Regions from separate parts of the Sus scrofa genome. Here region 1 is linked to region 2. A link is a contact called in public Hi-C data. All regions are on one chromosome and are shown on one strand. The core of a region is the stretch at or near the end of the contact, and the rest is flanking DNA. Distances in the headings are between cores, read along the strand shown.

Evidence for each region. Hi-C and Micro-C count contacts between places; a contact is called where the count stands out from the background.
Region 1: a Hi-C map of heart right ventricle shows a contact between it and region 2, with 1.7 times the contacts expected there. The contact joins two enhancer-like sites. A contact is called at or near these places in 3 of 47 Hi-C or Micro-C datasets (heart right ventricle and liver).

Annotation. Positions count from the first base shown.
Region 1 is chr3:45,160,251-45,165,994 of Sscrofa11.1, forward strand. It overlaps a transcript of BCL2L11 not described here. Among named protein-coding and RNA genes, the nearest start is that of BCL2L11, 35 kb to the right of the region's middle. Within about 2 kb of position 3,396, at least 11 of the 83 cell types and tissues checked have an H3K27ac peak or open chromatin away from gene starts, as enhancers often do.
Region 2 is chr3:45,019,633-45,025,289 of Sscrofa11.1, forward strand. All of the region lies in intron 4 of LOC106509733 (a long non-coding RNA gene), which reads left to right. Among named protein-coding and RNA genes, the nearest start is that of BCL2L11, 180 kb to the right of the region's middle. Within about 2 kb of position 3,064, at least 22 of the 83 cell types and tissues checked have an H3K27ac peak or open chromatin away from gene starts, as enhancers often do.

The sequences.
Region 1 (5,744 bases), core at 2,146-4,645, 140 kb after region 2:
CTTACAATGAAAATACCCTGGACCAAACGTGTGCATCAGTGTCACCACAGGCTTAAGGAGCATCACCAAGAGAGAGGAGGAGAGACACAGGGAGAGAGAAATTTTGCTGCAGATGCAAGCAAATTTAAGGAGGTAAGTATATATTTACAAAACGGGAGTGGCAGGTCAATACAGGCTGACCAGAGACCTTTGGCCCCTTCCATCAGTTCCATTTCAGAAGAATTTTTTGGTATTGATAATTAATGATTTAAAAAAAAAAAAAAAGGCCCAAAGGCAACGGCAGGGAAGGGTGGGCCCCTCCACACTGCTCCCGTTTAAAAATGCTATACAGTGACCTCTAAAAATAAACTAAGGCAGCTTTATGAATTAGCTGGCTCAGTTTCCACTGGAGTCTTTACATAATCCTCTGAGAGGAGGCAAAAGGTTCTTAAAATTTTAGTACAAAAATCACTTGAGCTGGTTAAAAACTTTCCATTTCCTTTCTTTCCATTTCCTTTTTGAAAAACCTGTTCTTATCAAAGAAGGTGGGAAAGGAAAAAAAAAAAAAAAAAAAAAAAAAACCACACCCCATGTAAAACATCATTCTTGCATCAAATCCTGCTCTGGAGAACCATGATTTTGTACACAGTTTCAAAAAGAAAAAATCCTCCCTCATTTACATTCACCAGAAGCTCCATTAGAAATTCTGCCATGGGGGTGATCAATAGACAAGGTCAGGTCCACGTGCAGCTCAGTGTCCTCCGGGGACACACCAGCCGGCTGCCTGCCCCTCCGGCAAAGAACCGTGGGCTGCACCTCGAGGCACCGAGACACCACGGTGCTGGGCTCGTCACCACAGTGCTGGGCTCGTTGGTCTGAACAAGCGAAATGTCTGCACACGTCCCAGCTCCGCGAGGAACCCAGCGTCACTGCATCCTCCACACCAGACGGGCGATGTAGCGTAACAGTCGTAAGATAACCATCTGAGGGTGGGCTTCGGCTGCTTGGTAATTATTCAGAAAGACCTGAAACAACAAAAGGAAAGTTGCTTACTTTCCAGCCACAACTTATTTTGAGGCGGGGAGGGGGTTGGGCGTAGGGGAGGGGAAAAATGCCCGTATTTAAGGCAACCACCAGTCCCATCCTAACAGCTATGGAGATGCCCCTTAGAGGGCACCGTGTCACCCAAATGCCAAGTCTTCCTGAGACCAAGAAGCAGAGTCCTTCCTCCCGCCCCTGCACAGGAAGACGTCACCCCATAAAGAGCAGGCGCACCAAATGATTTTCTTTCTTAAAGTGACCAAAAAGGATGCTTGGAAAACGCCAAGAGTCCCTGAATCTGTTCACCCTTCTGAAAACCACTCTTCCACAGTGGATGCCACCACTGGCCAGAGTTGCCTGATCAGAAGCAGCATCTACCCTGGCAAGGGAACATGCCCACCACCTCCACACAGGTGCTGAAGAAAAGCCACCCCAAGCCCTGGAGGTGGGGTCCCGGGAAGAGGGCCCTGGAGCAGCCAGAGAAGGGAAAGAAGGAACCTATGCATAAGAGGTAAGCAGCTTCCTGACCGAATTACTGACGTTCAAATGTTTCAGACGCCCTCATTGCAGGCGGCTGTAATTTATTTGAGAAACCAGCGATTTGGGGTAATTTGCCCCAAGAAGCTAAATAAAGTGGAGCACTGATGCATCACTGCGCCTCTGGCTGTGGGCGTGTGGCTCCACTGGGTAAACCACTGGCCCAGCACTGCGGCCAAGGTCACAGATACTGGCAGAGCTGACCCCAGGCCCCCTTCCACCGCAGAGTGGAGGTCAAAGAGTGACGAAAAATAGAAAAGGCCTGTTGGCCAGAGACCACCATAGGTTATGACAAGCCGAGAAACTGTTCAAAAGAGAACAGCCAGGTTATTTCAAGATCTCGGAGGGCCTGGGGTCTTTGAGTTCCAATCCATTTGGCAGATCAGTGTAGGGTGTAAACTCTGAAACAGTCAAAGCTGGTAATATCTGCCTCCATGAAGGGAGCTACAACCTGCTTCCCAGTTCAGGTCTGAAATCCACAGCCCAGACCAACTCTCTGCTCCGTCTGGAGTGCCCCACCAACCCCCTTCTTCCGCTGGGAGCTTGGGGGGTGCTTTCCCACCCACGTCCCCGAACCACCGGCCGAGAGTCAGGCTAAGGACAGGCGTTCCCTTCTTAGACCCAAACCCTGCCCTCAGACGCCAGCTACGAGTGGAGTGCCCTCTCGGCTGCTGTTTCCACGGTCCTCTAGGGCTGGCTGGACAGGATAGAATCATGATAAGGCCAGAGCACTTCCCTTGCTCCTTCCAGAACCAGAATGGAGGAAAGCGGCTTTATGTAAGCGATGCCTGCAGAGGCGCTCCGAAACCACAGTCTGTGATTTTTATCTGTTTGACACACAAGATTGCTTTGTTTTGATTTAACTTTCAAAATTACTTTGCTGCTTCTGGGTGAGAATAATTTCGGGGAAGGTTAATTTTAGTTGAGACTAATATTAACAGGTTGAAAGAGGCTTATTCAAAATAAAACCACGGCTTACTAAAATGAAGAAAAGCGTGCGTGGGGCTCAGCTAAACTATCACTTCAAGGTGGGAAATCTCAAGCCAACCAGTTGTTATGGCTGGGACTAGAGAACAGAGGCAAAACGACACCACAGGGGGATGGGGTTCACATGCTAGGGACAGACCCCAATGCTGATAGTTAGCCAACTGCACATTCCGGAACTGATAGCGTCGGAGAGGAGGCACCTTCCATGCATCCTCTGAGGACAAGAGACAGAGAAATCTTCCCAAGTTTAGTTTGAGCTTCGCTTTTCATCTCACATGAGAAGAACATTGGGGTGTGCAAAGATATGTGGGGGTGGCAGGGGAACGAAAGAAAAATCTGGCAAAAGAACACCCGATCCCTGACAAGTGCAAGGATGCTGCAACATCTGAGTTAGTGAGGACACAGGGACGGCACACGTGACGACATGGCACACGCCGTTAAGCCAGCGAACAATTGCTTTTGGACGACATTCAACAGAGGAAGCCATTATCACTAGTGCCAAGAGCCGTGCCAGCCCAGAAAGCCCTTGACAGCTGGCACCGCCGGCCGGAGCCGCTGCTGGCTCAGCAGGTCTGGAGGACAGGCAACTCCCAGGTCTGGCAGACGCATTGCCCTCTGACCCCTGTACCAATCAGCTCCTGTGCAGGAGTCTCAGAGCCCCCGGTCTGCACCAGACGGTGCTGGGGTGGGGGTGGGGGCAGCCCACGTCAGCCCAGCCAGCCCAGGACCTGGGGCTTCTGGCCTCCAAGACCATGAAAAAGACATTTCTGCTGTTTAAGCCCCTCTGTCCATGGTACCGTGCTCCAGCTGCCCTGGCCAACGAATACACCCGCTCATGCTCAACCAACCACTGCTCCTGATCCTCTGCCCTTTAAGTGAAAAACAACACTTCTTAGTCCAGAGTTACGTAACACTGTTTTAGTCTAAATCATAAAAACACTTAAGAGAGATCTATTACAATGAGTCATTTGGGTAAAGAGATTATTAAAGAATGAAATGAGCTACTAGGCACAAATAATTTATGTGCGTGTGTCTCGCACACACACACACACACACACGCACACACGCACGCGTGGTGTAGATCCTGCCCATGGGGCATTTTCACCTCCATGGTCTAGATCAGGAACTGCATTATCTGGGCTCACTGACTTTTATGGCCATCCTGATAGTCCACGCTCCTCTCGGGCGAGGGGCTCCTGCTCCACACCTGCCTGTGTCACAGGGAACACCTGACCTCGAGTCTGTGTCTGCACCCAGGTCTCTCAGGCACCCCTGAGCCACCAGCACCACGTGCAGAAGAGCACGGCACAGTGCCTCCCACAGGGCGCCTACAGGGCCACCATTGGTGGGAAGGGCCCAGGAGAAAGCCACAGCCGCTGCTCCTGGAGCAGGAGGCAGGCAGGTACAGATTCCCACCTCGCAGACAGAGAACACCCACACTTTACAGGGAAACCCAAGGCCTACAGCCAAACATAGTCCAGATGCTGGGGGGGGTCCCTCCTGTCCAGAGCCACATGACAGCACTTCCTTCATGGAGCTCACACTCTGGTTTCAGACAGAGCCGTGCAAATGACCATGACTTTGTGACAAGGGCAACACCGAGGTAAAGAAAAGGAGAGAGAGGGTAGCATCTGCTGGGAGGGGGGTGGAGGGTAGGGGAGCCAGGGCCGAGCCCCGGGCTGATTCTGAGGACAGAGAGTTACTGAAGGCATTGCAGGAGGAGAGGCAGGCCCCGCGCATGACAAGAAGCAAACAGCAGCCAGTTAATGAAAATTAAATTTATGGTGATTAAGTACTTGATTTTCTGCAAAAAACCAGGATGAAAAGCAATGTCACATTCCAGATCTATTCTGTCTGAGAGCAGGCCCATAAAGGTAGGTGATGGGGGATTCAGGTGCTCTGAGCTTCACCGGACAGACTCACTCTTTTTTGAAGCTTGGAGACAGTGTCAAGAGCATTCAGCAAGGAATCCGGAGCAGTTTGCTGCACGGCCACACCAAAGTCACAGCTAGAAGTGGGTTGTGGCAAGGGACCACCCTAGAGTGGGGAGCAGGGTCCAGCTGACTTACCAGGGCCAGGGAGCAGCCTGTGGGGCCTCCAAATGGGGTGGGACAGGGAAGCAGGCAGTGGGACCAGCACCGGCCACCACCACGGCTTTAGCACTGGGACCAATTTCAAGTTGCACTTGAGACCACCTATCAAGTATCATGGAATTTTGAAGCCAAAATAATCACAGCAAAACATGCTCTCATGCCCTACCCAGGGAAGAAGGTGTGCGGGATGTGGGAGAGGCCTTGACCCCAGGCTGCCCGCAGAAGGCAGCTCTGACTGGGCTGCAGATGGAGACGTGCCTGGCCTCTGCCAAGTGAACCAGACACGCCAGGCTTTTGGACTTTGTGCGCCTGAGCTTGGGGACGAGAAGAATCACCCACTCTCATGGGATGGGCTGGGGGTCTGGGATTAGTAGATGCAAACTATTGCATTTGGAGTGGATAAGCAGTGAGATTCTACTGTATATGTATAGCACAGGGAGCTATATCTAGTCACTTGTGATGAAACATGATGGAAGATAATGTGAAAAAAAAAATGTGTACACATATATATGTGTGACTGGGTCACTTTGCTGTACAGCATAAATTGACAGAACATTTACATCAACTATAATTAAAAAAAAAAAGAAAAGAAAAGCTAAATGAATCACTGTCACTGCTAAATAGAACAACTAGGCACGAACCTTTCAGTCTTTGCGACCCCGAGCCTGTGTGCCTCTCCTGCCGTTTCACAGATAGAGCTCGCAGAGCAAGGATCTGGAACTACCAAGTGACCCAAACAGCTCAGCTCAGCTATCAGCACAGTGGAGAACATACGCTCACAGATCCATGCTCCAAAGTGGGGCCAAAACTCCCTGGGCTGCGTGTCTCAGTAGGCACGACACACAGGCACACTCAGTGCTGCTCGGGGGAGTTCACCATCCAAACCACGCAGTGCAATAAAAAATAAAGGCTAAGAAAGACCACAGATAACATTAAGAAAAAAGTTCCCTTGTAGGAACTAGGGCTGAGATTTGCTGCAAGAGAGCCGCAGTTCAGGTTAGAGTTTCCTGGAAGTCAAGGTAACAAGGGAAACAGAACACTACCTTTGTTGTCTTACCAAAAAGAGCCCAACACCAAACTCTGGGAGACAAACCAAAAAGCAAGGCA
Region 2 (5,657 bases), core at 1,814-4,313:
CTTCAGAGAGGGCATGGCCTTGCCAACACCTTGTTTCAGCTCCCAGAAATAAGCTGAAAGTAAATTTCTATTGTATTACTCAGTTTTTGGTTACTTGTGCAGCAGTGTTAGGAAACAATTCATATATTCACGTGCTGCCAGCTTGTTTCATGGATGCTTCTTCCTTACTGGTCTCCTTTCTTTTTATAGCCACACCCACAGCATATGGAGGTTCCCAGGAGAATTGGAGGAGCCACAGCTACAGCAATGCAGGATCCAAGCTGCCTCTGCGACCTACACCGCAGTTCATGGCAACGTCAGATCCTTAACCTTCTGAGTGAGGCCAGGGATCAAATCCACATCTTCACCAACGCTATGTCAGGTTCTTAACTTGCTGAGCCACAACAGGAACTCCTACTTTTCTCCTTTAAATCTCCTTCTAAACCTCTCCCAGCTGCCCGGAGTGGACATCGTTGGCCAGAAGACTCTCAGAATCTCCCCTAGTGACCAAGCTGAAGTCCATTTACTGATAGCTGAAGATGAGTGTCAAATCCATGTCTGTTCTGCATATGAAATTCTTCTCTTAGTCATGTCCCAACTGGGTGTTTCTTGGACCCTGCTGGATATGGTAATTGGCACAATGGGGGCAGGTGGTGTACGCTTGAGTTTATTTTGAAAGTCATAGATTAATTTTAATGAGATTTGAAAAAAAGTGAAAGTCCCACATTAGATCCACCATTTCATAGACAGTGTTGTTTAGGACAAAGCTAACTAAAAAAAGACTTAAAGTTGATCCGAAGAAAATTATTACATAAATGTGGCATGTGATTTGCCAAGTGTGAGCAGTTCCAGGGTGGAAAGAATAGTGTGCTTTTGCAGTCTGACAGTTTCGAGTTCAAATTCTTTTTCCTACCAGTGCTGGGACTCAGTGACAATTGATGAATCTCTGAACCTCAGCTTTCTCTTCTGTGTAATGGGAACACAAGGCCTAAACTGGAGGCTTTGCTCTGAAAGACTAGGACAAAGGATGGCTGAGAATGTGCTTGGCACATGGGATGCTCAGAAAATGAGATGGTTCTCTACAAGCTCTGCCGTGAGCCCCCCGTGAGGCCCCCTGCAGCGTCCCCAAGGCTCCGACCTATGGTCCATGCCACTCCCATCCTTTCCCGTCCCCACCAGAATCCTGTGTGCATCTTGAGAAGCAGCAGGCTTGTCCTGGTGAGAAGCAGAGGCCTTGTCATGTTGCCTGGGCAACCAGAGGAAGGTGCACAGGCACCTGGTGATGAAAGATAGCTCCCTTTACTCCTAACTCCTGGGCCACCTTCAGACCTGGAGCCATCACTCTGAAACCATCCTGTCACTGTGGGGGGCTCTGGGATGAAGGCATCTCGGGTCACCCTGGGGGTGAGCAGGACAGAGAGATGCCTGTTGCACTATGAGGGCTTGCTGGAGCATGCTTTCTGGAGAAGTCTGGAAAGAAGGCAGGTAGGCCTCTTGCCTAGACAATGTTGGAAATATCCTCCTGTGGACATCAGCCCATGAGGAAGGGCTCATCCAGAGGCCCCAGTGTAGTGTCTGCAGGGCCACCAACTTGTCCCTGTTGCAGTATATCAGAGTTTCTCCCTCCCAGAGCTGTAGGGAGCCCGGTCTTGTTGCCATCTTGCCCCAACACTTTCCAGATCCCCAGACCCACCAGGATCTAAGTTCAAGATCTCTTCCAAATGTAAATACTGTGCCCTAGACACTAGGCTTGGGGAGTACCTGTTCAAATAATACTATCATTAACATTATGGGTTTCATTTGATGTATTTGTGAACTTTGGGTCAGGCAAATATCTGATATTAATTTGATATTAATTAAGATTTATTTTGGAGTTCCAGTTGTGGTTCAGCAGCTTAAGGACCTGACATAGTGTTTATGAGGACACCAGTTCAATCCCTGGCCTCACTCTGTGGGTTAAGGACCTGGCATTACCGTGTGCTGTGGTGCAGGTCGCAGATGTAGCTCAGATCTGGTGTTGCTGTGGCTGTGCCGTAGGCCAGCAGCTGCAGGTCTGATTCAACCCTTAGGCTGGGAATTTTCATAGGCCACACCTGTGGCCCTAAAAAGAAAAAAAGATTTATTTTATTGTGGTAAAATGTACACACAATAAAATTTACAATTTTAACTTGTTTCAAGGGTATAGTTCATACTATGATTTCTGGGCCTTCCCTTCGTGGCTGCTCAGTGGTTAACAAACCCGACTAGGATCCATGAGGATGTGAGTTTGATCCCTGTCCTTGCTCAGTGGGTTAAGGATCCAGCGTTGCTATGAGCTGTGGCATAGGTCACTGACACGGCTCAGATCCTGTGTTGCTATGGCTGTGGTGTAGGCCAGTGGCTACAGCTCTGATTTGACCCTTAGCCTGGGAACCTCCACATGCTGCATGTGCAACCTTTAAAAAAAAAAAAAAGAAAAAAAAAGGCCTATGATTTCTAACTGACTTTATTCTGCTGACACTGAGTGAGGCTTGGGTAGGTTGGCAAACTTCACCTCTGCTCACAGGGCTATGGAGTAGCTAGATGTGGACTTGAACCCAGGCTGCCTGATCTCAGAGCTGCACTTATATGGACAATGGGAACCAGAGGAAGAAGAAAAAGAAGAACAATGAATATTTATGGAGCCTTCCTAGGTGCCAGGTGTTGTTCTAAGTACTTTAAATATCATGCGCATGTATAACCTCATAGACCCTCATATACACACAAATAAATCTCATTATTATAAATAAATCTCATGTATATACCTCTGCCCTCATATATAATTTATTTATATTATTATATATAATTCTGTGTATATACGCATGGGTGTGCATATAGCTATGTCTGTGTACATACAGAAAAACTCATTTAATCCTTAGATCAACTCTGTGAAGTAGGTCCTATTTTACACATGAGGAAACAGGTCCGATGAGCTGAGCTGCTCAAGGTCACATGTCGGGTCAGAGGAGCTGGGACTCTAGCCCAGACTCTTTGGCCCAGGGCTGGTGTCACAGCCCCGCCCAGGCCATGCTCTGCCATGGGCTGAGGTGGGTGTGTGGAAAGCCTCCCCTGAGTGCCTGCCACGGCACCCCCTCCAAAGAGGGAGGCAGAGAGCCTGCCTACACTGGGCTACGTACATGCCTCCGTCCCTCCCACCTCTTGGGAAGTGTGGGCAAACCATTCCTGGCCTGGGCTGGGCCTGGGGCTGGGCCAGGGCACAGGGGGTTGGTGGGGGTGGAGGCACCGGGCAGGGTGTGTCCTGGCTCCTGGAGGCCTGGAAAGGCAGCCTGTGGCTGTGAGTCTTGCAGAGGGAACAGCCCTTGAGGCCTGACCCTATGACCCTCAGCTCACCCCCCAGGTGTCTCCTCAAAGCGGGGCCCTCATGTACATCAGGAACCAGCTAGGGGAGTTCCTACTGTGGCTCAGTGATTAACAAACCCAACTAGCATCCATGAGGACTCAGGTTTGATCCTCGCTCAGTGGGTTAAGGAGCTGGTGTTGCTATGAGCTTCGGTGTAGGTCGCAGAGTGGCTAGGATCCCATGTTGCTGTGGCTGTAGTGTAGGCTGGCAGCTGCAGCTCTGATTCGACCCCTAGCCTGGGAACCTCCGTATGCTGTGGGTGCAGCCCTAAAAAGACAAAAAAAAAAAAAAAGAAAAAAAGAAAGGAAAACAAAAAAAGGAACCAGCTAAACCCTTGAAGACAGGGTGGGTAGCTCGGGCTGGGAAGCGGGGTGGGGGATCCTCCATCGTCCTCAGGTGCTTCGAGAAGATTCTGGATCCCACAGCCCCTGGACTGAGGAAGCAGGAGGTGAGCAGGGCCTGGCCTGGCATGGGTCTCCCTGCAGCACCCGCCTGGAGCAGTGCTGTCTCTGCAAGCTGGCGGCTGCCTGTGGCTGTGCATCTGGGGGCGGGGGGCGGGGGCGGGGGCAGGGCAGGTTTCTGGAGAGGCTGCTTCTCTGAAAGGCCCATAGCTGTAACCTTTCAGCTGCATCAGCACAGGAGGTTTCTGGCTTTGTGTATTTATTTTCTGGCTCTGGCTCTTGGCCTGCATCTCTGTTCACCAGAAGAGCTGGAGCCCTGGGCTCCCAGCAACGTGTATCCAACAGCGCTCAGGAAAATGAAATTACAGCCCAGGAGCTGCGCACTTGCACTGGCAGCTTGCTCCGGTGGGACGAACAGCTAACATGAGGGGACCCTCCTGTGTATTGATCACCTGCCTCTCCCCGCCCCGAATACAACGTGGCAATCATTTAGGGGGTTTTACGCTGCTTTTACAAAAATCGTTTGTCTTAATTGGGCCCTCTGAGAGGACTGTACTTAGGTGACACTCTTCTTTGTTCCTTTCAATATACAGCAAGGTGCAGGAGGCGCGGAGGTTCTGCCTTTTCTTCTCTGGTGCTCGAGACACCCCTGGTTCATACCCTGCAAAGCCCTTGGCCTTGAAGATGGCCCTCCTTGCTCTGCAGCTGAGAGGGAAGAGATGGGCGTGAACACAGAGCTGGGTGAGGCCTGCCTCTGCTCCCCCATAGCCAGGCTCCAGGCCTAGAGCAGAGAGAGGGGCTGGAAGACCCTAACCTTGGCCTTGTCAGCCATGCGGGGCTGGCTGTTCTCCAGGGCCATGAGAAAGCAAAGGGGGCTCCACGCCCCCCGTTGACAAAGGATGAGTGACCTTGGCCAGGAAACTGGACACCTTTGCTGCAGAACCATCCATCGGATGTTTGCAGGCTGGTAGGGCAGGCATAAGGCAAGCACAGAGCCCGAGAGGCTGCCCACAGGGGGAACCTGGTTCCAGGTCTCTGAGTCCCGGCTCTCTCAGAAAGGTGTGCACTACAGGCAGGGGTGGCCATGGCCAAGCTCAGAACATCTGCTCACTTGGGCCTGCTGGCCTCTTGTGATGTCAGTGGAGAAGCAGGCTGGCCTCCAGCTAATGGTCAGGGAGTGAGGGCTCCCCAATCAGCCACAAGCCCGAGGCTTCCAGAAAGTGACCCAGAGAGAGGAGCCTGGCTCCACTCACCTATCACCACTGCTGCACTGACACACCCTCAGGTCCTGGCTCGTCAGTGAATTTAACTGTGTGACCTTGGGCAGGTCACCCAACCGCTCTGTGCTGCAGTCCCCCTATCTTGTAAAATGGGAGTGATACCTGCCTAACAGGGTTGTTGTGGGTCTTAATTAGACATAACATCTGCAAAGCATCTAAGCTTCTTGACATTTATGTGTGCACACAGGCGTGCACATTCACACACATTCTCGGGTGCACACACATCCAGAGACACATCCTCTATACACATGTGAGCACACACATTTACACACATATTCACACACAGACACATACACACACTTGCACATTCACATGTACAGACACCCCCATTCACATAGACCTTCACACGTGTTCACACACATGCACAGTCACACACACACCTAAGAAACTCACTCATGTACACACTCGTACATGCAGACACACAGTCACATGTAAACATACATACACATATAGATACTTAGACTTATACACACAAGTACAGGTGCACACAGACACTCGCACTCATATACTCACACAGACACACAGACACACACTCATTAACAGGGCCTGGCTGATACACAGGGTTGGCCTTACTTAAAAAAATAAAAAGAAACAGGCCTTTGTCCATCATCCTCTCTG